3 separate regions of the Sus scrofa genome follow, and regions 2 and 3 are each linked to region 1. The links are chromatin contacts, called in public HiChIP or PLAC-seq maps. All regions are on one chromosome and are shown on one strand. Each heading gives the region's core, a stretch centred on a gene start, on an enhancer-like site or on the middle of the called end of the contact. The rest is flanking DNA. Distances are from core to core; before and after follow the strand shown. Region 1 holds the start of KLHDC2 (kelch domain-containing protein 2). Region 2 holds the start of POLE2 (DNA polymerase epsilon subunit 2). Region 3 holds the start of DNAAF2 (protein kintoun).

Region 1 (3,193 bases), core at 44-2,543:
TTATTTTCCTCTCCCTTGCTCATCATAACGCTGGGACTGCTATGTAGAAGGAACACTTGGTACAACAAATGGCCTTCCTCGCTAAAATTTTCTAAGCCTGAAATTTCTTCCTTAGCACTGCCTGTGTCTTTACAACTTATCAAAATTTGTAGGGTGGGTAAAAGCAGTACTTAGAAATTTATAGCATTGCGTGCCTATGTTAGAAAAAAAAGAAAGATCTAAAATCAACCATCTAAGTTTCCATCTTAGGAAATAAGAAAAAGAGGAGCGAATTAAATCCAAAATAAGCGGAAGGAAAAAAATAATGAGATGATGAAAAGAAAGAAACCAATGAAACTGAAAGCAGGAAATCAACAGAGAAAAACTGATAAAACCAAAAGCTGGTTCTTCAAATAGTGAAATCAATAAACCTCTAGCCAGGCTAAGAAGAAAAGACACAAATTACTGATATCAGAAATGAAACAGAACATCACTACATATATCATGGACATTAAAAGTATTATAAATATTATGAAGAACTCTGTGCCTGCATATTTGATAAACTAGATGCAATGGTCTGATTCCCTCAAAGACACAATCTGCCAAAATTCCTAAGAAAAAAATAGATAACCTGAATAAGCCCATATCTATTAAAGAAATTGAATCAATAATAACCTTCTAAAACAAAGCAGGAAGCCCAGATGAGTCCACTGGTAAAATTCTAACAAACATTTAAGGAAGAAACCATACCAGTTTTCTACAATCTCTTTTAGAAGACACAAGCAAAGAGAATACTTCTTACTCATTCTGAGGCCAATATTACTCTAATCCCCAAACCAGACAGATATATCACAAGAAAACAACAGACCAATATTTCTTATGAACATAGATGCAAAATCTTCAAAGTATTATCAAATCAAAAAAATTAAAAAAGAAACACTATAACCAAATGGGACTCATTCCAGGTATGCAAGGCTGATTTAGTGTTCAAAAATCAACCAGTGTAATCCATCATATCAACAAGCTAAAGAAGAAAAATCACATGATCATATTAACAGATGCAGAAAAAGCATCTATTAATGCTTTTAAGAGTTCCTGATGTGGCTCAGCAGTAATGAACCTGACTAGTATCCATGAAGACATGGGTTTCCTCCCTGGCCCTGCTCAGTGAGTTAAGGATCTGGCATTGCCATGAGCTACGGTATAGGTCACAGATGTGGCTCAGATCCTGCACTGCTGTGGTTGTGGCAGTAGACCAGCAGCTGCAGCTTTGATTCAACCCCTGGCCTGGGAACTTCCATATGCCACAGGTGCAGCCCTTAAAAAAAAAGACAAAGAAAGAAAAAGCATTTAATAACATCCAACACCTATTCATGATTAAAAAACAAACCTCTTGGCAAACTAGGAATATAGAGGAACTTCCTTAACTTCGTAAGGAACATCTACAAAAAATGTACAATTACTACTATTCTTAATGATGAGAAACTAGAGGAATAAGGAAAGGACATCCCCTCCCACCACTACCTTTCAACAGCCTACTGGATGTCTTCGCTTATGCAGTAAGACAAAAAGGGGGAAAAGGTTGGGAAGGAAGAAATCAAGTGCCTTTGTTCATAGATGGCATGATTATGTAGAAAATTATAAAAAATTACTGTAGTACATTCAGACAATAGAATATTATTCAGTGTTGAAAAGAAATAAGGCATCTTTTGAAGCCATGAAAAGACATGTAGGGAACTTAAATGCATATTACCAGTGAAATAAGCCAATCTGAAAAGGGCACATATGATATAATTCTAATTATATAACATGGAAAAGGCAAACTATGAAGACAGTAAAATATCCATGGTTGCCAAGGGTGAGGTCAGAGGGAGAAAGGACCAGGCAGAGCAAAGCAGGATTTTGAGGGCAGTGAAAATATTACGTATGATGCTATAAAGGTGGATACATATCACTATACAATTGTCTAAACCCATTAAATGTACACCACCAAGAGTGAGCCTTAATGTAAACTATGGACTTCAGGCGTGTCTAAGCTCAGGAAGCTATAATGAAATACCATGGACCTGGTGGCTTAAACAACAGACATTTCACAGTTCTGGAGGCTGGGAAGTCCGAGATCAAGGTGCTGACAGCTTTGGTTCTTAGTGAGGGCCCTCTTCTGGCTTTGCAGGTGGCTGCCTTCTCACTGCATCTCCATAGGGTGGGAAGAGAGAGCATGTGCAAGCTCTGGTCTCTTCCCTTCCTCGGAGGACACTAATCCCATCATGGGATCTTCACCCTCAAGACCTCATCTAAACCTAATTACCTTTTCAAATATCCCACCTCCAGAAAATTTCACATTGGGGGTCTTTTTGGGTTTCAACATATGAATTTTGTGGGGATACAAATATTCAGTCCATTGCATGGGTAGAAGAAATGTTCTTGCTATACCCACATGGTGGACCATACAGTAACTTCATCAAACAGGAAATTCCAACAGACTCACATTAATACAATGGAAAAAAAGGTGGGAAGGGGTATTATTTGCTTCTAAAACCGATTCTTTTCCTTTGAAATATTCTAAAGTCAAAATTTTAATTTTTTTTTTCTTTTTAGGGCCACACCCGTGGCCTATGGACGTTCCCAAGCTAGGGGTCGAATCAGAACTGAAGCTGCCGGCCACAGCCACAGCCATGGCCACGCCAGATCTGAGTCATGTCTGCGACCTAAACCATAGCTCACCACAACACAGATCCTTAACCCACTGAGCAAGGCCAGGAACGAACCTGCGTCCTCATGGATACTAGTCAGATTTATTTCCACTGAGCCACAACAGGAACTCCAAAATTTTAATTTTTCAGACAGTATGTACTACCTTGAAAATTATTCTAGCCTGCTGAGTTTATTTTATATTATTTCTCTTTCACACATACATACATATAAATAATGTACAAAGTGGTGAAAACATCACTTTGTTCCTAGGCTGACAGCATGAAGTTCTAAAGAACTTAAGCTTCTACCAAAAGGCTAATAATTTTTTAAAAAGTGTTTATGCAAAGATACTATTTGGAAAAAAAGTACATTAACTTTGGTATGCTATTACTTTTTTTTTTTTTTTTTTTTTTTTTTTGTCTTTTTGTCTTTTCTAGGGCTGCACCTGTGGCACATGGAGGTTCCCATGGTAGGGGTCTAATTAAAGCTGTAGTCGCCGGCCCACGCCAGAGTCACAGCA
Region 2 (3,528 bases), core at 852-3,351, 79 kb after region 1:
TGATTCTCCAAAGACTTCACCAGGCCTGGAAGATCTGTTTCTTTTCTTTCTCTCTCCCTCTTTCTTTCTTTCCTTTTTTCTTTCGTTTTCTTGGTGTGTTTTTTTTTTTTTTTTTTTTTTGGTGTTTTTAGGGCCTCACCTATGGCGTATGGAGGTTCCTAAGCTGGGGATTGAATCAGAACTGTATCTGCTGACCTAGGCCACAGCCACAGCAGTGTGAGATCTAAGCCTCGTCTGCGACCTACACCAAGCTCATGGCAATGTGAGATCCTTAACTCACTGAGCGAAGGGATCAAACTTGCATTCTCATGGATACTAGGCAGATTCATTTTGCTGAGCCATGCAGGGAACTCCCTGGGAGATCTGTTTTGGAAATTGCTCACAAACACTGACATGTGGATGGAAAGCTGGTGCTGGATATTGGCAGGAGGCCTCCATTTCTTAACACATGGACCTTTCTAAGAATTGCTTGAGGGCAGCTGGCTTCCCCAAGAGAATATTTGGTGATTTTGCTGTTTAAGGTGGATGCCAAGCATAGTGCTGAAATACTTTCTAGTTTTCAAAGCATTAGCAGGCTGTAAGAAAACACGTGTGCTAGATAAACTTCCATCAGGCAGGAATTGTAGTGCTGCTGGCTCTGAGTTCAGTGTTAACGAATCAACAATATATAATTAAAGATGTCTTTCAACAGAAACACACATAAAACAAGAGTATTATTAATCAGTCAATGAAAAGTTTGTGGCCAGAGGCTCAGAGGAAACTTACCCTGTATTTCTCGTAGGAGCAATGATTGAGTATTTGCTAATTCAGTATTAGTAAATACTAATACTGCCTTGAATATAATCGCCTTGAATAATGAAAATCAGCTGTATATTTATCTATTTTTATTTCCTTTCTTACATTAAAGTTCAAATTTTTTTTGCAGGTTTTTAAAATTTTTGGAATGTATTTCACCGTGAATATACAGAGAACTATGTTCAGAAGTCACTTTTCTCTGTTATGTTGCATTACCAATACAGGTATATTGGTTTTGGTCTGCTTGCAGTTTTGTTTGCTCTTTTTCTTTTCTCTTTTTTGAAACTGTAAAACATAAACATGGCTTGACAGTCAATATTCTGACTACAAAGAAAGGTCTCTCTTCCTCCTTATCTCCTTCAGCCTTTAATGGTTAACCTTTTTTGTGTGTGTCCAGTGTAATCTTTCAGAGGTTTTTTAAAAATACAAAGTCAAATAAATATGTATATATATTCTTATTTCCTCTCCTTTACCATACTTTACTCTTTGTTATTGATTTTATCCAGACACCCTGGAGGTCATGGCATATCATTTCTTAGAAAGCATCCTCACGGTTTTTTAAGACTGTGTGTTCACGTAGAAGCACTGCATGGTTTTATTCAAATCTTCGGAGCAAGAGTTTTGAAGAGTGGCAGATTAACAGTCCACTTGCTGGAATCAGAATCAGTTAAAATCCTGGCTCTACCACTTACTTACTAAATCTTTCATCTTGAACGAGCCATCCACCATCTTTGAGTCTCACATTCCCCACTGTAAAATGAGGATGTTGAAAAAATAGCACACAACTCATTCGGCTTTATGAACATGACATTAATTCATTTAAAGCGCTTATTGTAGTGCATGACGCATAGAAAGTCTGCAACTGCAATTAAAAGCGGGATGGGTGAAAATGATGGTGATGCGTAGCAACTTCGAGTGAATGTCGGGGAAAGCCCTGTGGTGACACAGAGTATTTCCAGGGCCTGTGTGAAGCAGAGAACGTAAGTGCACAAGAGCCCTGGGTCCGGGATGAGCCTGATCCGAGTCAAGGAAGGTGGAGGGCAGCGATGATAGAGCACTGATTAGCTCAATGAAGCATTTAATATAGGGGAAGTCCATTCCCAACCAGACACTAGGGAAGGAAGCTCTCGCTCGTCAGTTTCGAGCAACAAAGCACCGCAGGGACTTCTTCTCCTGCAGCCCAGACCCTGCGAAGCTTCAGCCAGCCTGCACGCGAAGCTGCCAAAATCTTCGCACTAAGGTCGGAGCAGCAGCTGTCGGGACCTGTGCGTCCGGGGCGGGGCCAGGGCGGAGCGCGCCCGGGAAGGGGCGGGGTTGCGGCCGTGGCGCCAAAACGCGAACATGGCGCCGGATCGGTTGCGGAGCCGGGCTCTCTCTGCCTTTAAGCTCCGCGGCTTGCTGCTCCGGGGGTAAGTCGGCAGGGCAGCTGGCGAGGCGAGAGGGGAGAGCCTGAGCCAGGAAGCCCGGCCAGGCGGCGTGGCAGCGGGATGCACCGCGCGCGGAGAGGGGGTTTGGCCTTAAAATGATAGAGACCCTTCAAGGGTTCTAAGAAGGGAAGAGGATCTGGCGATGCCTTAGGTTTCCCCAACGTTCATACGGAGTGAAAAGTTTCTCCCGAAAGAAATGAGGCTTTCCTGCACGTGTCAAGCAGCCGGAGAAGCAGTGATCGGTGCCGCAGCAGCGGTGCACCAGCAGGGTGCTTGGGCACCTCTCAGCCCCCTTTAGGGCTCCGCCAAATAGGAATCCTTAACCGTGCTGCTTCACCTAGTTACTGAGACAGCGAATGAGAGACCTGGGAAAGCCCATTGCATTTCGGTAGCTGTCAGGTTATACTGTAGCAATTGTGGGCTCTGCCAGCCTTCCTAATTTTGGATCGGGTATTATTCTTGAGAGAGAATTCCTGGAGAGTTAAGAAACGGGTAGGTTTGAAGCGTGTTTCTAGGTATCCTTGGCCTTTTTAAAAAAATTCTTTTAGAATTTCTCTGATAGGTTTCCTGACCATATCTGTGTTTTCTATTAGTTATAGAATGAACCCTCCCAAGGTATCAGGTTTTGATTGCTCTTGTGTGTGTAGCGGTTTTTTGGGTTGCTTTTGTAATGATGAGTTTTATGGGACTTTTAACCTTGCTTTTGGGTTAGTGGTGAACAAGGGTAAGAATCGATATGCTCTAGGAGAGAATAATGAATTTTGTTTAGTTGATCCCTGACATTTTGAAAATGTGAGCACTTGCTCAGTTAATTTTTCTTTCTTTTCACTTAGAATTTGACCTGATATTGAACTGTCATTCATTAGTTCAGTCAGAAAGAGACTGAAATCTATTAGCTGCGAAGTACTATTGGGGCAAGGGAGTAGGAATAAGACACAGCAGACCTTGGGGGCAGATAGTATGTTAATTGTCTATTGCTGCATAACTAATTACCCCCAAATTTAGAACTTTAAAATGTCATGAGTGACAGAACATTGTAAATCAACTATAATAAATTAATATAATAAAATAATTTAAAAATAAAATCTCGTGCGCTTATAGTCCTTCATTTTCCATGGGTCAGGAATTCAGGTGGGCTTAGCTAGGTCCTCAGCTTCAGAGTCTCATGTAAGGCTGCACGGTCAAGATGGGATCATCTCAGATGTCCGTTGGGCAGTTTGCTTCCAAGCTCATTCAGTGATTGGCAGGATTCAGTTCATCCAGGATTGTTGGACTGAGGGCTTCAGTCTTTGTGAGCTACTGGGCC
Region 3 (3,419 bases), core at 145-2,644, 120 kb after region 1:
AGATATGCTTTGTTTGGCCAGGATGTTATTTGTTTATAAAGGTTTAAATCTGGGAGGGTGTGCATGTGTGTGATTGACTTCCTCTTAGTTATAGTCCCCCCTACTTCCTATTACTTACAGCAGCCTCACTTGACTTAGGTACTTGCCTACATAAGCCTTAAAGGTATTTGGGTCTGCAAACCTGGCAGTCCACACAGCAAACCCACTGAGAGGACAGGTATTGCCACGTTCATCTAATAGACATAAAAACAGGGGTCCTGGGAGGTTCACAGGCTTCAACAATGACACAAGTCAATAGCAGAGTTCCAGCCTCAATCAAGATTCAGGGTGCAGGGCAGGCTGAGGATGGCCCACCTGGAGACAGCCGCCTTCTGCTACATGGCAGGTTAATCCGCTGATTGCATACTCCATTTTCTAGTTAGCCCACACACAGCCTGAGTTTATCATCAAGCAAACTCCCCTTTTGTTTTTAACAGGACAATCACACCACCTTGAGAAGCCATGAACCAAAGCACGCAGTCTCAATAAACAGCTTGCCTTTTAAATCCATAAGCTACAAACAAATCTGCATTCTTTCAGAGAAGCCTTGCAGGTCTTCTTCTCTTTAAGTCTGAACTTTCTCATGACAAAGATAGTCAAGTGGAGGAAATCAATAACTACAAAGAAATATCTCCAGGATATACTATTATAAGTGCAAAAAAACAAAGGGCAAAAGTGTATGTAGGGAATGATCCCATTTGTATAAATGGAAAAAAAAATAAATATGTTAAGAGTATGCACATACTAAAGGCTTTCCATATAGCTACTAAACTACTCTCTAGAAAGGTTTTACTAATACAATTCTCCTACTACCCCAAGGAAATATAGTGATTGCTAAAAAAAAAAAAAAAAAGCCATTGCCATTTTCAGTAACATGTGGTATTATATTTGCATTTTTATTATCAGTAAGGGCATATCTTTACTGAGCATCGATTATTTATGAATAGCCTGCCCATATCTCTTGCCCTAAGTGAGTTGTAAACAGGACAAACTGGTAAAATAGCTAGAAGACTGAAATATTGGTTTAGCGAAGTGAAAAGCAGATAAACTTAGGTTAGAATCACAGCTTGTGAATGCACCAACTCTATGATTATGGTCAGGTAACTTCTCAGGTCCCATCTGTGAAATGCGGATCCAGTGAACAGTGGATAACGTACATAATGCTGGAAATTATAACAATTATTAGGATGGTTATTCTGCAGCAGTAACTGCACTATGGCACAGGAATCTAAAAAAATGCGGAATGTTTGTTTGGAGAAACTAAGGCTATTTCTGGCATTTCCATCACTCTATTCCTGCCCCTCCCCCACAGCATTGGTGGTGTCGCTATAGCAACGAGCACGCGCTGCCCAAGGCTCAACAGTCTAGCGGTTTACTGGCCTCCGCGGCCTCTCTCTCCGCAGAAGAGCGACAACACTGATCGTCCCACCCACTCCGTCTCGGATCGATCTCCCCTGACCACTGGGAAGGAGCGGAGGGGCAGCATGGCCAAGGCAGCCTCTTCGCCGTTGGAGGACTTGGACCTGAGCGGAGAGGAAGTCCAGCGGCTCACCTCCGCTTTCCAGGACCCCAAGTTTCGGCGAATGTTCTCTGAGTATGCGGAGGAGCTCACGGACCCCGAGAACCGGCGGCGCTACGAGGAGGAGATTACCGCGCTGGAGCGTGAGCGCGGCGTGGAGGTGCGGTTTGTGCACCCGGAGCCGGGCCACGTGCTGCGCACCAGCCTGGATGGGGCCCGGCGCTGTTTCGTGAATGTATGCAGCAATGCCCTGGTGGGCGCGCCCAGCAGCCGGCCCAGCTCTGGGAGCGCGGCGTCCGGCAGCCAGTGGTCCCTGCCCTACAGTCTGGCGCCCGGCCGCGAGTACGCGGGGGGGCGCGGCATCCGCTACACAGTCTACGACGTGGTCTTCCACCCAGACGCACTCGCGCTGGCCCGGCGCCACGAGCGCTTCCGCCAGATGCTGGACGCCACGGCTTTGGAGGCCGTGGAGAAGCAGTTCGGCGTGAAGCTGGACCGCAGGAATGCCAAGACCCTGAAAATCAAGTACAAGGGGACCCCGGAGGCTGCCGTGCTGCGCACGCCCCTACCCGGGGGCGTCCCGGCCCGGCCCGAGGGGGAACCGGAGAGCCCGCTCCCTGATTTCCCCTACCCTTACCCGGGCCCTGTGGCCGCTGGGAGTGCCGCGATCCCCCGGCCCCAGGCGCCCTCCCCTCCCGAGGCGGTCCAGCAGCCCGCCCCCACAGAGCCTCGCTACAGCGTGGTGCAGCGCCACCACGTGGACCTCCAGGATTACCGCTGCTCTCGGGACTCAGCCCCCAGCACTGTGCCCCACGAGCTGGTCGTCACCATTGAGCTGCCGCTGTTGCGGTCGGCTGAGCAGGCAGCGCTGGAAGTGACTGGAAAGCTGCTGTGCCTCGACTCACGGAAACCCGACTACCAGCTGCGGCTCTCGCTTCCATACCGGGTGGACGACAGCCGCGGCAAGGCGCAGTTCAACAAGGCCCGGCGGCAGCTGGTAGTCACGCTTCCGGTAGCGGTGACAGTCTCGCTCCCGGAGCTCGCCGCGACCCCGGAAGAGGCCGCCGACCGGCCCGGAACTGATGGCGCGGCCTGCGCTTCCGCTCGCCAAGGGGAGGCGGGCCCAGCGGGGATTCGTGCAGGGGACGGAGGCTCGGATCCCGGCCGAGCTGGAGCTGCGGGCGCCGATATCCCTGCCCCGGAGGCCGTTGGGGGGAAGCTTGTCTCAGAACCAGAGGAGCTTGATTTCGGCGGGCAAGCAATATCAACAGCTCGCATTGGGGAGGAGCCGCTTCCCAGAGCAGGGAACTCACCTGAGGACGGTGGTGGAGGCGCTCCTTGGAAATCATCCGGGGACCTTGACGGGAGGTCTCCTACAGGGAGAGGGAGAGCGCGCCCAGCTCTTGGCGTCAAAGAGCACGTGGCCGGAGGAGGCACAGGCAGGGAGCCTGTTGATCGATCCATGGTTGGTCCCGGGACAGACCGCGGGGAACCCTTGTGTCCGCCTCTGCAATGTAATCAGGATGAAGAATCTCTGACTCTGCTCATTCAAGTGCCTTGCATCCAGCCTCAGAGTCTTCAAGGGGAAGTGACCCCCCTGTGGTACAGATTGTGCTTCTCCACCCAAGACTTAGTATATTATACCTTCTTTTTGCAATTTACTCCAGAGAATAAATTGAGTACCAAAGAACCAGTGGCTAGCATTTCTTCAAACAATGCAGTGATAGAACTGGCCAAATCTCCAGAGTGCCGTGGACTTTGGAGAGAGTGGTATTATGGTTTAAACAACGATTCTTTGGAGGTAACAGTTCTTTCTAGAGTCTTACTACTTGAAATATTCTCTCCCACTTTTAAATTTACA

What was found. HiChIP or PLAC-seq counts read pairs in DNA pulled down with a chosen protein or histone mark.
Region 2: a contact with region 1 is called in an H3K27ac HiChIP or PLAC-seq map of alveolar macrophages. The contact joins the promoter of POLE2 here to the promoter of KLHDC2 in region 1. A contact is called at or near these places in 1 of 5 promoter capture datasets (liver), 12 of 47 Hi-C or Micro-C datasets (adipocytes, blood, brain and 5 more) and 2 of 2 datasets of contacts at active chromatin or transcription factors (alveolar macrophages and skeletal muscle).
Region 3: an H3K27ac HiChIP or PLAC-seq map of alveolar macrophages shows a contact between it and region 1. The contact joins the promoter of DNAAF2 here to the promoter of KLHDC2 in region 1. A contact is called at or near these places in 2 of 5 promoter capture datasets (fetal skeletal muscle and liver), 21 of 47 Hi-C or Micro-C datasets (alveolar macrophages, brain, embryonic fibroblasts and 12 more) and 2 of 2 datasets of contacts at active chromatin or transcription factors (alveolar macrophages and skeletal muscle).

The regions. Positions count from the first base shown.
Region 1 is chr1:179,607,126-179,610,318 of Sscrofa11.1, reverse strand. It overlaps KLHDC2 (kelch domain-containing protein 2), which reads right to left and starts at 1,293. Exons shown (of 13, transcript XM_001925208.7): 1 at 1-1,293.
Region 2 is chr1:179,528,464-179,531,991 of Sscrofa11.1, reverse strand. It overlaps POLE2 (DNA polymerase epsilon subunit 2), which reads left to right and starts at 2,101. Exons shown (of 19, transcript XM_003480468.4): 1 at 2,101-2,204. The coding sequence starts at 2,137.
Region 3 is chr1:179,489,111-179,492,529 of Sscrofa11.1, reverse strand. DNAAF2 (protein kintoun) reads left to right here and starts at 1,394. Exons shown (of 3, transcript XM_003121803.5): 1 at 1,394-3,359. The coding sequence starts at 1,524. LOC110262104 (a long non-coding RNA gene) reads right to left here and starts at 2,572. Exons shown (of 2, transcript XR_002346676.1): 1 at 2,334-2,572; 2 at 1-2,072.